4 separate regions of the Mus musculus genome follow, and all the other regions are linked to region 4. A link is a contact called in public promoter capture Hi-C data. All regions are on one chromosome and are shown on one strand. The core of a region is the stretch at or near the end of the contact, and the rest is flanking DNA. Distances in the headings are between cores, read along the strand shown. Region 1 holds the start of Ppp1r11 (protein phosphatase 1, regulatory inhibitor subunit 11). Region 2 holds the start of Wtap (Wilms tumour 1-associating protein). Region 3 holds the start of Tcp1 (t-complex protein 1). Region 4 holds the start of 1520401A03Rik (elastin).

Region 1 (2,747 bases), core at 4-2,503, about 13 Mb before region 4:
GACTCTCAGAATCTGAACTACCAAGCAAAGAGCATACATGGGCTGGACCTAGTCCTCCCCTCACATATGTAGCAGATGTGCAACTTGGTTGTCATGCGGGTCCCAAACAACTGGATCAGGGACAATCCCAAAAGCTGTTGCTTGTACATGGGACAGGTTCTTCTAGCTGGGCTGCCTTGTCTAGCCTCAGTGGGAGAGGAAGCACCTAGTGTCGCTGAGATTTGAAGTGTCAGGGTGTGGGGATAGCCAGGGGGATCCCACCCAACTCAGAGAAGGGGATGGGGATGGGGGAAGGATTGTGGGAGGGAGTACCTGGGAGAGGGGCAGTGAACAGGGTGTAAAGTGAATAATAATAATAATAAAATAATTCTTTGTTGGGTGGTGGTGGTGGCCTTTGATCCCAACACTGGAGGAGGCATAAGCAGGTAAGTTTCTGAATTTGAGGCCAGTCTGGTCTACAGAGAGAGTTCCAAAAGGGCCAAGGCTACACAAAGAAACCCTATTTGGGAAAACAAAACAAAACAAACAAACAAACAAACAAACAAACAAAAAAAAACCTTCAATGTCTGGTTAAAAGAGGTAGGCGGGCTGCCACGACAGTTTGTACAAGCTAGGAGCTTACAAATTAGAGCCCCCTCCCCCCGTTTGGACTCTCGAGCATAGTAAGCCTAAATGAAAACCATTACAAGGACAATACAAAAAAGATGCACTTATATGTATTATACATATATCTTATCTAAATCTAGTTTCTCATTGTAAGGAAACAAAAACTGGTATTTTTGGATGGATAGTGGAGAGATTTAACAAAATTTAACCAGATGAATTTGGATTTGTTACTCTGCCCCCTGCATCTAACCTTTGCATTCCTCAAACTGGGAGCTAAATGGTAATCTAGGTGTTTCAGGCTTTAATCTTAGGGCCTACTACAGTCAAAAAATTTCAGGTTTAGTGTACCTTCACTGGGATATCAACAAACAGGGAGACGGCTAGAACCCAGTGTATTTCCTGCTCCTGGAAAACCGCTCCTTGACAGAATGATAAAAAGGAATTTGGAGATAGCTCCCTGTCCCACCTAATTTTTTCACCTAAGCTTATGGATACAGCAGATAGGGTAAGGATTCTAGGCACACAGACCTCATCCTTTCAGCACAACGGCCTCGAGTTGACCAGCCAATGAACTTAAGCCTTGCCTAGCCCCACCCCCCCCACTATGACATCACTTCTGCCAACCTCAGCGTCTGCGCACTATTGCATTACGGCGGAACTATTCTGGCGACGCCTGCTTTGACCCAGGCGGTGGTGGGGAAGGGAAACTGTGTTCTGCAGGATGCGTCACAACCGGAAGTGAAAGGCCGGAAGTGGGGTTGGACAGGTTTTCCCCAGGGGTGGGGAAGCAGAGGCCGTGGAGGAGTAGGGGAGATTAAGAAGCTAGAGCATCCTGGCCTCTACTCCGAGTCTTGTACCGGTTCTCTTAGATCTCTGAGGCTCAGAAAAAGGAAAGGGTGTCTCATCCCGCTTTCTCGCTTTTCGCTTTAGCCATGGCGGAGACAGGGGCCGGGATAAGTGAGACCGTCACTGAGACAACGGTTACTGAGACAACGGTTACCGAGACAACCGAGCCAGTGAGAAAGGCGGGCAGGGGGTCTATTTAGGGGTCTGGGAGGCACTGGGAGGGGGAGGGGGGTTTGGAAAGTTGGTGGGTTTGGGATCTGGGACATCATGTGGGGTTTACTCTTATTGGGAAAATCGCAAGGAACTAAATAGAGATGCTTGGAGCCGCTCAAATGGTTCAAGTGACTGGTCAAGGATTGTTTAATCCGTAGTTACAATTAGAGTATAGGTGTTAAGGCTTGGGGTGGTGGTCTATGTACGTAATAAACGGAAACTGGGTTAAGGAGCCAGAAAGGTACTGGGAGGAAGTGAAACGCCATTTGAGAAGGCGTGGTTTTGGAGGCAAATGTACAGAACGAGTACTTACCAATAGTGCTTACCAATAGATAGTCATGGAATGGGTGCGTGTTAAAGCGGAGGAAATGAGGAAACAAGAAAATAAGGTGAAGTGTGTTTTGGCAGATCAGGGAGGAGAGAAGCAAATGAGCAAACAACTTTTGCAAAAACAAATTGCTTTCAAAGGGAGAAAGATGCGTTGGGTTTGACAATGTCTGGGTTGAAGGAGATTAGTAGTTTAGCAGTTATTACCAGAGATGCCAGAATGTTAAAGAATAAGTGGATAGGATTAGGGAGCCCTGGGCTTGAAGATGAGAGAAGAAAGAATGAAGGCTTTTTTGTAGAAGGAGGGTTTTGGATATTTGTTTTATTTTGATATGTGTGTGTGTGTGTGTGTGTGTGTAGGCCTGAAGTTAACCTCAGATGTCTGAGACATGGTCTATATTTATTTATTTATTTATTTACTTATGATACAGAGTCATTGTGCCTGGAGCTGGCCAAATAGGCTAGTCTGGCTAGCAAGAGATCTGCCTTTTTGCACCACCACCACCACCACATTTGACTTTTTGTTGTTGTTTTTGTTCCCGTGGATACAAGGGATCAAACTCAGGTCTTCATGCTTGCACCAAAAGAGCTTTACCAACAGAGATGTCTCCCCATCCCTGCTTTATTTTATTTTATTTTTTTCTGAGAAAATAGCTATACCATGTTGCAGAGGCCATTTCAGTCTCCCAAGTGCTGAGATTACATACCTCAGTCTCTTTAGAACATGAATAAGAGGTGTGAAGAAGAAAGTGAGA
Region 2 (2,761 bases), core at 51-2,550, about 11 Mb after region 4:
CAGCTATATTCTTTCTTTTGTGTATCTTTCAGTTCCGCTATCAATTTTAATTTGAATTGATTCCTTTCAATTTGTTTTGGACTCTGGAGGGATTTTCTTGTTTTACCTATTCGTTTCATAAGTTTTGAAAACTCACAAGTCTTGCTGTTTCTACCTTTATCTCCTACAGCCATTACCCTCTTTTGAGTAACTATTAAGTTTCTGCAATATTCTTCCATTTTCTCGATATGTGCCTACATATATGTGTATATGTATTTCTACACCTTGCTTTATTCACTCAAGCCAGGACTCATTCCAAAGTAACACATAACTATTAATGTCTGCATCCTCACCAGGAAACAGGATTTCAATGTATATTTCCATTATAAACAAAGTTGATCCTCCTTCTATGGAATATTTTAAGGATCTGTGAACCATCTGTTCACGTCCTTCTCCATTTTCTTTAGTTTTCCAAGGACCCTGCGATGTAAACTACCTAGTGGTGGCATCTGGTCTCTACTGTAACTGTATCCTTATAAATGATCTCAGGCAGGGCACCTACGCTGGGGATTAACCGGGCTCATAAAACCGACTAAGCCTAAATATGACTGTCCCATCTGGGAAGTGCTGAAGAGACTGCCGAGCACCGCTGTTCTTGCTAGAGTACTCCAGAACCCTCACCCGGCTGCCTTCCCGGGGCTTCCAGTCTGCCCACACGCGCAGCCTCCTGGCTCCTCGACTCAAACCCAAAGACGCCCCGGGGCAAAGCCGGCGGCCCCAAGAACGGCGACGGCTTCTAAGTCCCCCTCCCCCGCCCCCAACTTAAAACGAGGGGCGCTTAAGCATGAAGCCGCTGTCTCCCCGTTCCGGCACGATGCGCGGAAGCATCCTGAGCTGTGAGACTGCCTGGAAGAGCCAATCACGCGCTTGTCGGCTCGGATTCCTCCGCCCAGGCCGCGCAGCAGCCGCAGGTGGCCCCGCCGAGCTTGTCCGGCAGCGGCCGTCGTCCCGAGATGCCTCGCGGGTGACCTCCGACCTCGCGGGCCCGCCCTTCTCTCCGGCCGCTTCCCTTCCCAGCCCCGCTGAGCTTGCAGAGCCCCGACGGGGCCGGTGCGGGCTTCCGCGGACTGTCTCCGTGCGGCGGCGGCGTAGTGCCGCTGCCTCTCCGCGCCCCGAGGTCCCGAGCGGGGCCGAGCCGGCCGCCCCTCGCCCCTTCTCTCCAGAGGCGCCCGGCGCGGTGACCGAGGAGGCGCCCGAGAGGCGCGTCTCGGGTGAGTGGGCCACGGGCGGGGTCTCCGCGGCGCGCTCGGGGCGGGGCGCAGTCCGGGCGGGGCGGGGCCGGCGGCAGGGCCGGCTTTCCTCCCTCAGCGCCATTTTGTGGCTGCGAGACCCGCAAATAAAGGTTCTCGCCAGCGCTGCGGCGGGAGGAGCGCGGGGGGGCCGGCGGCGGCGCGGCCTCGGCCTGTGTGACTGGCGGCGCCCGCGCAGCCTCGGGCTGGGAAGGTAGGTGCAGCCCGCAGCGGGAATGGCCACGAGGGCCTGTGGGGCCGGGGAGCGAGGCGCGGCCGCCCTAGACCCGGGGAAATGCACTCCGGGCCGGAAGGGCGACCGGGCCTGCGGCCGTGCAGGTTTCCCGTTAGGCAGAGCGGTTTGCTGCCCGTGGGGATCCTTGCACCGCTTCGCGGCCATTCTACTTCCGTCCCTGACGGCAGGGGACAGGGCGGGCGTTCCCGCGGCCGGGGAGGCGGGGAGGCCGGAGGCCGCCCTCTCGGGGCTGACTGGCCATGCCGGTCCTTTCCCCGCCTCTGTCGCCCCCTCCCACCTTCCAGGGTTCGTCACCGGGGACCCAGAGGTACCCACAGTTCTGTATGGCACAAGTGAAGCATTCTGTTTTGTTTTTTGGGTTTTTTTTTTGTTAAAAACAATTCCGTACCACGTAGTAGCTTGTCTTTGCAACCACGTTCACCTGTGGACTTCCATTTTTACATAAGTGCATGCATTGTGAGAGTAGTTCTTTTTTTTTTTTTTTTTTGACAGCTTAGTGGAATTTTTCGTGAACTTCTAGTCTAGTTTTGGATTTCTGTATGGCTGATTTGACCGTATTTAAAATTGTTTTGCATAAGACAGCGGGTGCACGGTAGAACAAGACCTAAGTTTTCCTCTCTGTGTACATGTTTTATGGGCGTGGGGGGCGGCTAGGCCTTGTGCATGCACGCTAGGCCAGCCTTCTGCCGTTCAGCAATTCCCCGAGCCCACAGTTCTTGGTTTGAGAATGAGGAAGTCAGTTAATTTGACCCCAAAGGACTAAGAATACACTGTAAGCTGGTTGTAAAGATCGGTGAGCCTGTTAAAGCTTCAAGGAGCATGTTATAATCCTCTACGTTTTATTTACGCCTTTTTCATCGTTTTCACGCTCTACCCTAGCCTTTTCATTTAGTTAATTTTATTGTTTGGAAAGATAGGTGGAAGTCACAGATCAGTTACTACAAATTCTACCTTTCTTTCCCTTTAGCTTATGTTTGAGCTTTGGGACTGGAGAGTTGGCTCAGCAGTTTCTCTTCCAGCACCGGAATGATGGCTCTTGACCATCCTTAACTCTTGTTCTGGAATTTTGACTTCCCACTTCTGACCTCAGTGGGTGGCATCAGGCGTGCACGTGATGCACATATATACGTGCAAAACATTCATAAAACATTTTTAAATGCGGTCTGGAGAGAGATGGTTCAGCGGTTAAGAGAACTGACTGCTCTTCCAAAGGCCTGAGTTCAAATCCCAGCAACCA
Region 3 (2,784 bases), core at 239-2,738, about 11 Mb after region 4:
ATAGAAGCTGCAGCCATAACTGTAGATGAACAGTGAAAACTAATTAGAACAACACATAAACTATGACACTCAACTACCTATGATTTGCTAAAATCTAAAGTCTGTAATTACTATTTAAAAAAAAAAAAATCAAGCCGGGTGTGGCGGCGCACGCCTTTAATCCCAGCACTCGGGAGGCAGAGGCAGGCAGATTTCTGAGTTCGAGGCCAGCCTGGTCTACAAAGTTGCTTCCAGGACAGCCACAGCTATACAGTGAAACCCTGTGTGTGTGTGTGTGTGTGTGTGTGGGGGGGGGGGGGAATCACTTACTTAAGGACCAGTGAAGGTTAACTATTCTTTTTTCTATTTAGTATTGGTATATCACCGATTGCAAAGATTTTAATGCCTCAAATTATAAGCAATCTTAAGTTCATTCCTTACTACTACACTAGGGGGGAAAAAACCCTTTAAGTTCAGCCTTTCTCTTCAGACTCTGGCAAGTTTAGTAAGAATATTAGATAGTTCACCAGGATAAAGTAGTAGTAATTTCTAAGAGAGTTGTTTAAAAAAAAAAAAAAAGCACAACACAGAACACGGTTCCTGCAAGGGAATGCTTTCAAGAACAAATTCAACCACAGCAAACCACGTGCTTACTCGTATTAAAGTTAACCACGATAAAGGCAGCTAAAAGTATCGCTTAATAACGTTCAGTTTGCATTCCGTTACGTTTTACTGGGGGAGCAGCTGTCACCTGCAGATTCTGGGCATCCAAGAACCAGACCAGGGAAGGGAAGCAACGCAAAAGCCACCTAGATTCTATGAGCATCTTCTCAAGGGCCAATGGAACCGGTGAAAGCTACTCTTTTCTGGCTATGTCAGAGGTGCTCCAACCGGCTTGGAACCCAACAAAGGAGCAGAGGGGAGTGGCGGAGAAGTCTATCTGGAGCTCCTCTACTAGGTATTGGGGCACGGACGCCCACACCCATCTTGAACGCCTCCCCCAACCGTGTGCATTCTCGAACATTCTTCCCTTACACGGTAGGGCGCAATGGCGCCGAGCCGGCCGCTAGTGAGGGCGGATCCGGGATGGCTGGGCTTCTCCTGAAGGAACTTCACTGGGCCCGGCGGACAGCCCCGGCCTACGGACTGCGGCTGGGCTTCGGCCTGCGCCGCCGCGAGCTGGACCCTTACCATTCTCTCGCCCTTACCATTCTGGGAGCGGACCGCCTCCCCAGTGCTGCGGTCCCCGAACACGGACAAAGGACCCTCCATCTTCAGGAAACGAAGCAAAGCTCACTACGGCCGCAGACAACCGATAGCTCCGCTCTGAGACCGTTTAACGGCCACCACGGCGGGGACCACGGCGTGGAAAGGCCCGAGCGATGCCGCGGGGCCTGCTGGGTAACACGCCCTGCGCGCTCTCCACGCTCCACCAACCGCAAGGTCTGCCGGGAAAGCGGTAGGGATTGACAGACGAGGGCTGGGCGGGGCGAAAAACTGAAAACGCCGGAAGTAGGGGGCTGCGGGACGCTGGGTCAACTAGAGACAGTAGAAGAAAGGCGCGAAAGTGGAAAACGGAAGTCAGGCTCTTGGCCACGGCTAGCGTGTCCCGCCCTCCGCCTCAACGTCTGCGGTGATTGGTGAGCCAGGGATACCGATCGCTCACTCGGCCACTCAGCACCAGGGAGCTTGTTAGTTCCGGGTCCTTGAGACACCGAGGTACTGCCGGCCCTTGTAGCTTTACCCACAGTTAACATGGCTGCGACTAGTTGTTCCCCGAGACGACCCTGAGCAAAGGAAGATAGGGCACTGTGTGACTTTGCCCAGGTCCCGTCAGCCATGGCGCTTCGGCCGCGGTTCTGGAAATGTCTGTCAGTTTGCAGGAAACTGGGTAACTAATCTCGCCCCACCTCCTTGCCTGCGCTCTGTGCACAGTACGTGTGCATTTGCAAATGCGATTTTGTACCTGATGTGGGAAAGTGAAAGATGCATGTGATCTTTTTCATTTTCTAGAGTGTGGGTTCGCAGCCCTCTCAACCAGTTCCGTGCCGGCCGTGCAGCCCGACGTGGAGAGTAAGGAAAACGAAGCGGTGGCCCCGGAGTTCACCAACCGGAACCCTCGGAATCTGGAGCTCTTAGGGGTAGCTCGGAAAGAACGGGGCTGGGCTACCGTGTGGCCTAACCGTGAGTTCTGGCACAGGTAATTAAAGTCGGCTTGTGACTGACTAAGCTGTGCTTAGCACCTTACCAATTTCACCAATCCCCTGACTGATCCTGCCAGGTAAGCCTCGGGATGTGTCAGGAAGATGACATGTGGGTAGAAAGCGACCTTGGAGCAAGCAACTAGTTAGTTGCCTTGAAGAAAACTTAAACGGTAATTTGAGAATAAGCGGCTATGTCCTGAGGCCTCTCTGAAGGTGACATGTCAAAAAGCTGAGATCTAAAGGACAGGAAGCCGCGAAATCATTTGCCATGAAGGCTATTCTAGCAAAGGAGGCTAGGAGGCTGGGATTGAGTGTCTGGAACTGACAGGCCTGTGTACCTACCTGTTCAGTAAGTAAAGGTGTGTGTGTGTAAGCTGTTACAGAATAGAGTGCTAAGTAGAATTAGTTATTAGCGTGCACATTAGGGTAAAGTTTGAGCCTTAATGATTTTTTAATGGGGGGAATAAAGGTTAAAAGTTCATTAATAGAAACATTTTATGAAATACATTTTAAAATTTGTATTCATTTAAAGCACTTACTGAGTTCACTGAGGACCCAGGCAGCTTACAATGGTCTGTAATTCCAGTTCCCAGGGATCTGA
Region 4 (2,878 bases), core at 160-2,659:
TGTAATTGAAACAAAGGCAAAAAAGCAATAGAAAGTGTCCATTTTAGGGGAAGCCACAATGTATCAAAGGAGCCACACCTAACCTCTAGTAGTAGCTAGATCAAATTACTACTTAGGTTAAGTACTTAAGAGGCTTGCTGGAAGGCCCTCTTGTTATGGATCTATTTACTTCAAGAATCCCATCCCAGAGGTGGCCTTTAGCTTAGTGATAGAGTACATGCCTGGCACCATCAGCGTCCTGCATTTGATGCCCACCCTAAGAAAAAAAAAAACAAATCCCATCCCAGGTCTTCTGTAAGGATCCACGATCATGCTTGTTAATTAAACCTACAGTCTTGAAGGGGACGTGGGTGGGGGAGGTAAGAGTACTTGCTGCCCTTCCAAAGGACCAGGTTTGATTCCCTGACACACAAGCGTCTGTAACTCCAATTCCAAAGGGATCTGACACCCTTTTCTGACCTATGTGGGCACTAGGCACAAACAGACAAAAATACACATGCATTAAAAAGAGTAAAAACTTTTTTTTTTTAAAGGAAGAAGGAATACAGTCTCCATGCCTAGCACCTGGGAGTCCATCACCTTCTGTTTCAGCCAGAGAGACCATTCCCTCTCAATGCCATTTTCATTTCAACATCACTGGTCATTTACATTCTAATACCTCTGGCCTGGTCAAACAGCTTTTATGGGGTGAGAAGGGTTGGTAGTGGAGTCCCGGCTGAGTACAGAGTGTCCCTGAGCCACTGGGTTTCCAGGGACCTCACCCTCTTACTGAGCTGTACCCATCTGTTGACCACCATCTAGCGTTAGACTGTGAGTTTCTCCCGTGCAGGGCCACTGCTGAATCCGTTCGGTAGGCGAGGGGGAACTCTGACAAACCATTGCGTAAACAGGCTGTCACCCGGGGGTGGAGGGGCTCTTCCCAGAGAGCCGCGGGAGAAAGAGAGGCAGTGCTGGAAAAGGAGCGCCCAATGGGAAGGGACAGGGGACCCGCGGGAGTAGGCGGGGCGTGGGCGACAGCGCTGACCTGGAGTCATCCGAGGGCTAGTCCGGCCCGTGACAGACACGGAGGGGTGGGGCTGCTGCAGGGGGGTGGGGGGGTGACCGGATACTGAGAAGAGGCCGGAGGGCAGTCGCGGGGCGCAGCGCGGCAGGAGCGCGGGCCAGGGCGCCGGCGGAAGAGCGGCGCAACCGGGAGATCTCACCCGGGTGTGGGCTCACCTGGGGAGGCTGGGCGTGGCGCAGCGTGGCGCAGCGTGGCGCAGCAGCGAGGTCCCAGGTTCCGGGTCGGCGGGGGCCGCTGGGGACCTCACAGAGGCCAGGCAGGCCGGGGTCGGGCAGCGGGGCCTCTGGACACCGGGACGAAGCACCCTCCAAGAAGGGGAACCGCCCGTGAACGCGCGCGGAGCCAGCTCGCGCCAAAAATTCCAAACCGGCCTCGAGGCCCCGCCCAGGCTCGCCCGTGGTCCCGCCCCCGCCTGGTGCAGCGGGTCTAGCGCCCGGGGCATTGGCCCCGCCTCGCGTCTTGCGTGCGCACCGAGGTCTCCCCGCCTCCGAAGTTTGCCGGAGCGCTCTCACTGCGCAGACGCAACTCTTCGAGGCCTATTGCGGCGGGAACGATCCTTGGCCCCTCTCTGTCGGTATTTGTCGGCCTTCACACTATGGTCCCCACACCAGCTGCTCTCTATTGGCTGCCTTAATATTCGTGTCCATAAAAGGGGCAGGTAAGGGCCCTGCAGCCAAGTGGCATCTCCTCAAGGAGTTGCCACTGGGGACAGCACAAGCGAATGTCCCACTACTTATAATCTTATGCATATTCAGACACCGGTCTTCATCATCCCAGGATAGCGATTGGTAGCGCCTGTTCTAAGACGGTGGAGTCTCCTTGTAAATAGGCTGTCTGAGGCCGATTCTTACATCCTTTAGCTCAGAACCTTGTGCTCAACTGACTCCTCTCAGTCACTTCCTGGCCTCACAACCTCTGGTACATGATGGGTTGTCACTTTTCTTCTAAACGTGGAGCCGAGGAACCTAGGACAATTTCTTTAAAGAAGGTCTGCACAGAACAAAGTGGGGTGGAGCTTGCTTCATGGAGAAAGGGACCTTTATTGATTTCAACTAGAAGTGAAAAATCATGCTTTATAGCCAATCTCTCTAAAATGCTCCTGCAATCTCTTGGAACAACAGTGGGAAGGAAGGCCAGGCCCTACTTAAGCCTGAGATCAAGAGCTGGGGTACCGCCCACCTCCAAGCCCTTCCCTTTGCTTTAGTGACTTTGAGAGCCAGAACAGTTGTGACTTGGTCTAGTCCTTGTTGAGAACCCTAGACAGGTCCCTCTCCAACTATTTAGAGCTATTTTCTGCCAGCTCCGTTTTCTGGACAGGCCTCCCCTTCTTCCAACCATTTATTCCTCAAAGTCTAATTCATAATGATTAAAACACACTAACACACACACAGTAACAAAAAACAAAACAAAACAAAACAAACAAACAAACAAAAAACTGCACTGGTACATGTCTATACCCCAAGCACAGAGGCGGCTGAGGCAGAAAGGTCACATGAGCCTAGGAATTGGAGGCCAGTGGGTACTATAACAATATTCCTGGGGCTGGAGAGATGGCTCAGTGGTTAAGAGCACTGACTGTTCTTCCAGAGGTCCTGAATTCAATTCCCAGAAACCACATGGTGGCTCACAGCCATCTGTAATGCCTTCTTCTGGTGTGCCTGAAGACAACTACAGTGTACTCACATACATAAAATAAATAAAATCTTAAAAAAAGAAAGAAAGAAAAAGAAAACTCAATTAAAACAAAACAAAACAAAAAAACGAAACAAGATGCCTGTCCTCAGATAAACCACTAAGTAAAAGTTGGGTAAAGTG

The links. Promoter capture Hi-C pulls out the DNA fragments that hold promoters and counts their contacts.
Region 1: a contact with region 4 is called in a promoter capture Hi-C map of pre-B cells. The contact joins the promoter of Ppp1r11 here to the promoter of 1520401A03Rik in region 4. A contact is called at or near these places in 4 of 39 promoter capture datasets (cranial neural crest, frontonasal cranial neural crest, maxillary cranial neural crest and 1 more).
Region 2: a promoter capture Hi-C map of maxillary cranial neural crest shows a contact between it and region 4. The contact joins the promoter of Wtap here to the promoter of 1520401A03Rik in region 4. A contact is called at or near these places in 3 of 39 promoter capture datasets (cranial neural crest, embryonic stem cells and maxillary cranial neural crest).
Region 3: a contact with region 4 is called in a promoter capture Hi-C map of pre-B cells. The contact joins the promoter of Tcp1 here to the promoter of 1520401A03Rik in region 4. A contact is called at or near these places in 3 of 39 promoter capture datasets (cranial neural crest, maxillary cranial neural crest and pre-B cells).

What each region holds. Positions count from the first base shown.
Region 1 is chr17:36,950,298-36,953,044 of GRCm38.p6, reverse strand. It overlaps Ppp1r11 (protein phosphatase 1, regulatory inhibitor subunit 11), which reads left to right and starts at 1,253. Exons shown (of 3, transcript NM_029632.3): 1 at 1,253-1,622. The coding sequence starts at 1,539.
Region 2 is chr17:12,990,798-12,993,558 of GRCm38.p6, reverse strand. It overlaps Wtap (Wilms tumour 1-associating protein), which reads left to right and starts at 1,300. Exons shown (of 8, transcript NM_001113533.1): 1 at 1,300-1,482.
Region 3 is chr17:12,915,033-12,917,816 of GRCm38.p6, reverse strand. It overlaps Tcp1 (t-complex protein 1), which reads right to left and starts at 1,488. Exons shown (of 12, transcript NM_013686.4): 1 at 1,188-1,488; 2 at 1-19. The coding sequence starts at 1,251. It overlaps Mrpl18 (mitochondrial ribosomal protein L18), which reads left to right and starts at 1,726. Exons shown (of 4, transcript NM_026310.3): 1 at 1,726-1,870; 2 at 1,993-2,179. The coding sequence starts at 1,819.
Region 4 is chr17:23,724,982-23,727,859 of GRCm38.p6, reverse strand. It overlaps 1520401A03Rik (elastin), which reads left to right and starts at 1,409. Exons shown (of 41, transcript XM_017317755.2): 1 at 1,409-1,721. It overlaps Pkmyt1 (protein kinase, membrane associated tyrosine/threonine 1), which reads right to left and starts at 1,524. Exons shown (of 8, transcript NM_023058.3): 1 at 1,219-1,524.